Linked DNA regions of Mus musculus: region 1 is linked to region 2. Evidence: chromatin contacts called from public Micro-C data. All regions are on one chromosome and are shown on one strand. The core of a region is the stretch at or near the end of the contact, and the rest is flanking DNA. Distances in the headings are between cores, read along the strand shown.

Region 1 (3,159 bases), core at 315-2,814, 41 kb before region 2:
AATTGAGCTCCTGACTCTGAAGTTAGGCCTCAATATGAGCTGTTTTTTTAACCTTCTGATACCAGCAGTAGGCCTGGCTCTGTAAGAACTGACATAGATCTTCCAACTCAAACTGTGTCTAAAGTAGATAAGGCTGAGGCTGCCAGAAGGTGTGGCCTAAGGCCTTGGCTGCAGGAAGACTGATGTTGGGTCCAGAAAGTGAATTGAGAAGCCCATTTCCCTCCAGGCCTGCTTAGCTCCATTCCAAAATACATCTGCCAGCCCTGTAGCTAGGCTTCCCCCTGGCTCTGGGTGGTGGGGAAGTTCTAATTTAAAACTGTTGCCTAGTGTCCTCCTAAGCCATGCCCTACTCTAAAAAAGAAGAAGAAAGAAGAAGATGAGAAAAAAACCTCTCGCCCATTCAGGCAACAGCTGGAAGGCTTGGCTGAATGGCGTGCTTCAATGTGGAAGGTCACAGGATACTGATCTAAGCACTGAGGAGGTTTGCTCACCCAACTGTTGACACTCTGTAAACGCGACAGGCGGGGCTGGTGTGGGCATCTGAGGAAGGAAGCCCCCACCCCACCCCCAACCAGAGAAAGAATAGGAAGCAACTTCTATTCAACACTCACAGGGGTGCCCCGGGAGGGCCCCTCCATCCAGGCTAAAGCCACCAGGCCCATTCCCTGCCTCCAAGTTACCTTGTATTATAACAGGATTAAAGTATATTTAGCTCAGCCATTAGCATATTTGAGCCCCCATTTTGGTCTACTTAAGGCTTCCGGTAGCCTTTGATCAGGTCTGCGTTCTGCTGGTCAACAGAAGAACCCCAGCATGCCCTGTTGGGGGGAAGGAGGGGGGAGACAGTCAGACTGTGAAATTCCCGGAATGCTCCAATATTCTATTGTTTTCCTTAAACGGCCCAGTTTACACCCAGAGTTGGGGGGGGGGGTGGCGAGAACCAATAATAATTAGGTCTTCCTAGGAAGAGGAGAGAAAGGATTTGTGCTCTCCTAAGAAAAGGAGGGGAGGGGGAACCCTATAATTTCTACAGTGTCTGCCTTTTTATTGCTTTCATTTGCATATAAATTAAATCCATATTGTAGCTTTAAGGCAAGCGGGGCTTAGAATTCCACACAGCCTGGGGTCCTATTGTCTTACAGCCAGTTCTAGGCGGTGGGAGCAAAATGAAAGGGAAGGGCCAGGCACGGGAAAGAGAAAGTCAGTTCTGTAGCGGTTTTAATTGCTTGTTTGTTTTCTCCACCAATTACAGGCAAATTAATATTTAAACTTTGGGAGGCTGTAAGGAAAATGCTTACAATGTTAAGTTGGATGCGGGGGAGGGGGGACGGGGGGGGGAGGAAAGCTTTGGTCCTAGCTTTCCTGCAGCTGAGATTTCATTGTAGTAAATTTTAAAAAAAAATCATTTCTTCTCTTGCCCGCACACTGAGACTCAATTGCACTTCCGCGATGAGATGGGGTAGAGAGGTGTCAGTTGTCCTAGTAGGCCCTGGCCGATGCCTTACTAGGCTCTCCACTGACCACACACCTGCACCTGCTTAGACCATGCAACGGATGGAATCCAGGCTTTCTGCCCGCTAAGCAGCAGACCACGGCGTGCATGCTCAACTGTCTGCCAATGATATAGGAAGAGTGGTCCTAGTCTAAATACTGGAGAGCTCTGCCCAGGAGCCTTCTGATCCCGATAAAGCTTGTTTCACAAACCCTTACCTTACTGTAGCAAATTCCTCGATATGCAAGTGGTAATGGAGGAAAGATCTGCAGAGGCTGCAGAGACCAGGAATATGCAGAGGGAAGCCCTTCAGATTTTCACCCTAAAAACACTCCAGACACTGCGGAAGGAACTCGGTGGCAGAGAGGACGCACACGCACGTGCACACACAGAGAAGGGTTCTGGGGCGGGGGGCACCACAAACATTGAAAAGCAAACAACAGGCTTGAAAATGGCCACATTTTTGGATTTTTGCCTGATCAATTTGTTGAATACAGGAAAGGTCCTGATGAAAAGTAATGAATCAGCTGTTGAGACAGCAGCCAAGCCCAGCAACTTTAGTTCCATCCTCAGACCCAACATTTCTAGAACCAGTTCCTGGAAGTTGTCTTTTGATTTCCATACATGCACCATGGCACTGCATGTGTGCATGCATGGAGAGAAAGAGAGAGAGAGAGAGAGAGTACCTACACAGAGAAAGAGGGAGAGAACACACACACATAAATGTAAATAAAATATTTCGTTGAATTCTAACCAGTGTCCTAACAGCAGGAAGCCACGACTAAGTCTGACATTCCCCTTTTTCTATTTTCCTTTTGTTAAATTTACTCGTTTACTTTGAGACAGGGCCTCATGTATCGCAGTTTGGCCTGAAACTCTCTGTGTGGTAGATGACCACAGCTTTAACACTCCTGCCTCCACCTTTGAGTGCTGGGGTTACCTTGTGCACCATCGATGCCAGGATTCTGTAGTACTAGGGAGGAAACCAGGGCTTCCTGAATCCTGGGCAAGTCCTCTACAAATTGAACTGTAATGCATCTCCAACCTCTGACTGAGCCCCACACAGGGCTCTGTGGACTGTCTTCGGTCTCTGTGCCTCCCTTCTCAGAGGTCTAATGTGGGGAAAGGGTTGAGCCAGCATTCACCCTCAATACCTGCCCCCCCCCCCGTCCTGGACTCCCTCTGCTAAGATCCCTAAGATCTGCCTTCTCCATCCTCTGCCAGGGCCAACCTCTGCTAGAGGCTCTGTCTGTCTTTTGTCCGTACTTTCTTCTATTTCATCATGTTACCTTCCAAGAAATATGGCCACATTGATTCAGACTCCTCAGCATAGCTTCCCCTTCCGTTTCTACTTTGTAGCTTGAAAATGTCTATAGTTTCCCCATAGGGAGAACATATACACACACTTCCACTGAAGTCTTATATATTCAATTTTCTGGCCTCTTGGGCTACTCCAAACACTCCAAGTTCCTCAATGATCTAAACAGGATCTCTGGGCTCAGTCTCTCTCTCTCTCTCTCTCTCTCTCTCTCTCTCTCTCTCTCTCTCTCTCTCTCTCTCTCTGCGTGTGTGTGTGTGTGTGTGTGTGTGTGTGTGTGTGTACAAGCTCAAGAATGGCATATATAGAAGCCCTTGATCAACATCAATCTCTCTATACCTTATCTTTT
Region 2 (3,378 bases), core at 559-3,058:
AGTCACTAACTAGGCCTATCTTCCCGCCAGCTCAAAGCGCCCTTTCCCTACTAAATAGATCAATGAGTAATTAGATATCTTTCTTCGAGATAATAAAATAAAATACAAAAATGACCTCAGGGCTCAGAGTTCGTAAAATCAAAGGACAAAAACTGGAGCCTCCTGTGCGTGCCAATAGCTGTAACTTCCTTGGTCGAATAGGCCAACATGGCAGGGCAGAATCGAGCACAGGATCGGTTGTGACTAGGACCCGGGGCAAGAGAAATAAAACGTGAAGCTGATGGAGCTTCAAACTGGACTCTCCCGGGCGTGACGGCTTGAAATTCTAGAGCATGGCCTGGACACATATGCACATCCCGGCTCGGGTACTCACCAGAGGACGGACGGTCCGAATAGCGTGTGCAGTAGACCCAGGCGGGCCACACTAGGGGTTGCTGTGAGTCAGTCTTGACCACCGGCCCACCGTTAGCCGAACCCATGAGTAGGATCGCAGGGTTGTGTTCCGGGAACTTGGCGCCCTGCGCCCCGGGACTCCCCGCGTTGCCTCCACTACCACCGCCACTGTCCGAGGGCTTCGAGGCTGCTGCCGCCGCTGCCGCCACTGCCGCTGCAGCCGCTGCTGCGGCCGCGGCCGCCGCAGCAGCCGGGTTCCCGGCTTTGGATGCGCCGGCGCTGACAGCGGTGGCGGGCTGGGAGCCGTCGGGTGGGCCACAGTTCGCATCTGGAGCACACAAGAGCGAGGCAGCCCCCGAAGCTCGTGTGCCCAGAGAGTGAACGGGGTCTCTACCTGCACCAGTCTGGCCTCGGTCACGCTCCACGCGGCTTCCTCCTCCTGCTGCTGCGCCTCCTCCGGCTGCAGCCGAAGCCACCAGGAGCTGAGGCAGGGGCTGTTCCTTTTTGCAACCGAAATCGGGCCTTAGGATGTTATCGATGAAAAAGTTGGTGGTGCGGTGCAGCTGGGCCGCGGGCTGCGGCTGGTGAGCAGGCGCCGCGAGATGCTGCGGTGGCGGCGGCGGCGGCGGCGGCGGGGGCGGGGGATGCGGGGGGAGGTGCGGGTGATGGGCCAGGGGCGGCAGACAGGGTGCCGCAGGAGGCGACGGGGGCGCTGGCTGCGGGGACACCGGCACGCTGTCTCCATCGCTGCCGCTGCTGCCGCTGGCTCCTGGGCTCAGACTCAGACTGAGGCCGCTCGGGGCCGCCGCTGCCACCGCGCCGAGGCCCGAGTCGCGCTGACTTTTAGGCTCCGGCTGCTGTTCTTCCATGCTCGGCCGCCCGGCAGCCCTGGCCGCGGCGCCGGCCCCCGCCCCCCGCGCCTCGCTCCCCACCCCACTTTGCCAGCGGGCCCGTGGGGGTGCGCGGAGAGGAAGAAGGCAAAGCGAAGCCTCAGCGAAGGCACAGGGCGGATGCAGGCGGAAAAAAGAAAGGCGAGCGTCTGGCCTGGCTCTCGCCCGCTCTGGTGGAGCAAATCTCGCTCTCTCCCTCTCTCTAATTTGTAGACATCCAGATACAGTGAAGACACTTGGCTATTATTTTCTTTTCTTTTTCTTTCTTTCTTTTTTTTCTTTCAGCAACAAGATTTCAGTGATTGGTCTTAATGGGGGGATAAGCCACGGCTCAGAAAAAAAAAAAAAGAGGGGAGAAAAAAAAAGAGAAAAAGGAATTTTTTTTAAAGCTCCGAGACTTTTTCCTTAAAGGGAAAAAAATAATCTTTAAAGTCTAGCCATCTTCCTAGGCAGTAGAGGGGTTTGACTTCCCCAGTGTCACGCTCAGCTGTGCCCAGAGAGCGAGGCTGGCAGCGCCTTTAATCGTCTTTGCTTTTTTGCAGGGAGAGCGCGTCTCCGCCAGTGCCGGGCTCCCTTTTCCCCCCTGAAATCTCTGACAGCTCGGATCTTTGCACAAACTCTCTCGCTTAAAAAAAAAAAAAATCACCCAGGCACACTTTTTGCCTTCAAACCGGAAGCACGTGAGTCAGGGCCGCACGTGTGTGAGACCAATGGCGAGCCAGAACTCGCGCTGACACTCAGGGTTCGGCCCAATGGGCGCGCGCGGGACTTTGCGGATAAATAATCCGGGGGCGGCGGCCGTGGGTGGAGAGGGGGTGCAGAGGCTCAGGCCCCGTACGTCCGGCCTGCCCTGCCCCCATTTGTGCCCACGCCCCTCCCCCCTTCAGATCCGGACTGAAGAGGGCATGAAGAGATCCGAGAAAGCTAGAATTTGGGATGTAGACAGATAAGAGAAGCAAGTCCACAACTTGTTGGAGAAATACAGGACTATGGGTTCGTGTGTGCTGGGAACAACGAGAAGCGGCAGGGATTTGGGATACCATACACCCCCCTCCCCATCCCCGGTCGCCGATTTAGTTTATATTCTTATATTCCCACGTTCTCTCTCTGTCTCCCCCCCCCCTCTCTCTCTCTCTCTCTCTCTCTCTGTGTGTGTGTGTGTGTGTGTGTGTGTGTGTGTGTGTGTGTGTGTGTGTGTGAAAAACCAAGAGATCGGGCATGAGCGAAAGACTTAGGGCTAGCTACCTTCAGAGGTGTCGTTTGTTTCCCACTAATGGCAAACCCAAGAGGCCTGCTACACCTTGCTGGCACTGTTGGTTTGTGTCAGTGGCTAGCCACACTGTCGCTGAGAGATTCGTAACTATGCCCTTCCCTGTCTGGATCACCAACACCCACAAGCTGTCCGGACGCTGTGGAGCCACGTCCAGAGGCCATAGAAGAGCCCTAGTGCATTCTGCCCTTTTCTTCCTTGGCTAAGGGAAATCCGGATTGCCCTAGCCCGGTAGAGTTGTCTCAGAAGAGCACCTAAGCCAGGCGACATGATGTGCCTCCTTGCAAGGCCTAGGTTTGGGTTTCAACTTCAGTGAAACCTCTGTGTTAGATTTCCCTGCAAAGTAAAAATCAGAACAATAAAACTACCGCGCTTCAAATGTTTGCCTTGGCCGGCTGAAGATTCAACAACGGGTTACCCTAATTCTAAGCTGAATTCGCTGGAATTGCTGCCCACTCCTGGGCATCTTGGGGTGGGGCCCTGAGCACTTTCGCCTCCAGTCGCTTCCACGCTGCTGTATTCTGGGCATTTCCTCTTTTCCCGAGTGAAATACCTCAAAAGTTTTTCCTCAACCCAGGTTAGAGAGTGAAGGGTGATGCTGGACGCCGGAGAGATTTCCTGGAGAGCTGTTTTGGAGGGTCGGGTACGAATAGACTGTTGAAGCCTTCAGTCCAAGAAAGCCTTCCACAGAGGAGGCCTTTCCCACCCAATGTCCTGTTGGAGATCCTGGCAGAACTACACTTCCCTGATCACCATCCCCAAATGTCATAGTTTCTGACTACCTCATAAGAGTTACACTCTCTACCCCTAGTTAAAAAAAAAAAA

What was found. A called contact is a pair of places that touch in the nucleus more often than the background predicts.
Region 1: a contact with region 2 is called in a Micro-C map of embryonic stem cells, with 3 times the contacts expected there. The contact joins the enhancer-like site here to the promoter of En1 in region 2. A contact is called at or near these places in 1 of 39 promoter capture datasets (cranial neural crest), 6 of 484 Hi-C or Micro-C datasets (the C2C12 cell line, embryonic fibroblasts, embryonic stem cells and 1 more), 5 of 115 datasets of contacts at active chromatin or transcription factors (embryonic midbrain, embryonic stem cells, pancreatic cancer cells and 1 more) and 2 of 9 other capture datasets (liver and pancreatic islet).

What each region holds. Positions count from the first base shown.
Region 1 is chr1:120,641,991-120,645,149 of GRCm38.p6, reverse strand. It overlaps a transcript of 2610027F03Rik not described here. Among named protein-coding and RNA genes, the nearest start is that of Gm34352, 27 kb to the right of the region's middle. Within about 2 kb of position 1,564, at least 24 of the 459 cell types and tissues checked have an H3K27ac peak or open chromatin away from gene starts, as enhancers often do. A contact at or near this core is called in embryonic stem cells, muscle stem cells and stem cell-derived anterior neural progenitor cells, where this site is marked.
Region 2 is chr1:120,600,917-120,604,294 of GRCm38.p6, reverse strand. En1 (engrailed 1) reads right to left here and starts at 1,808. Exons shown (of 2, transcript NM_010133.2): 1 at 374-1,808. The coding sequence starts at 1,262.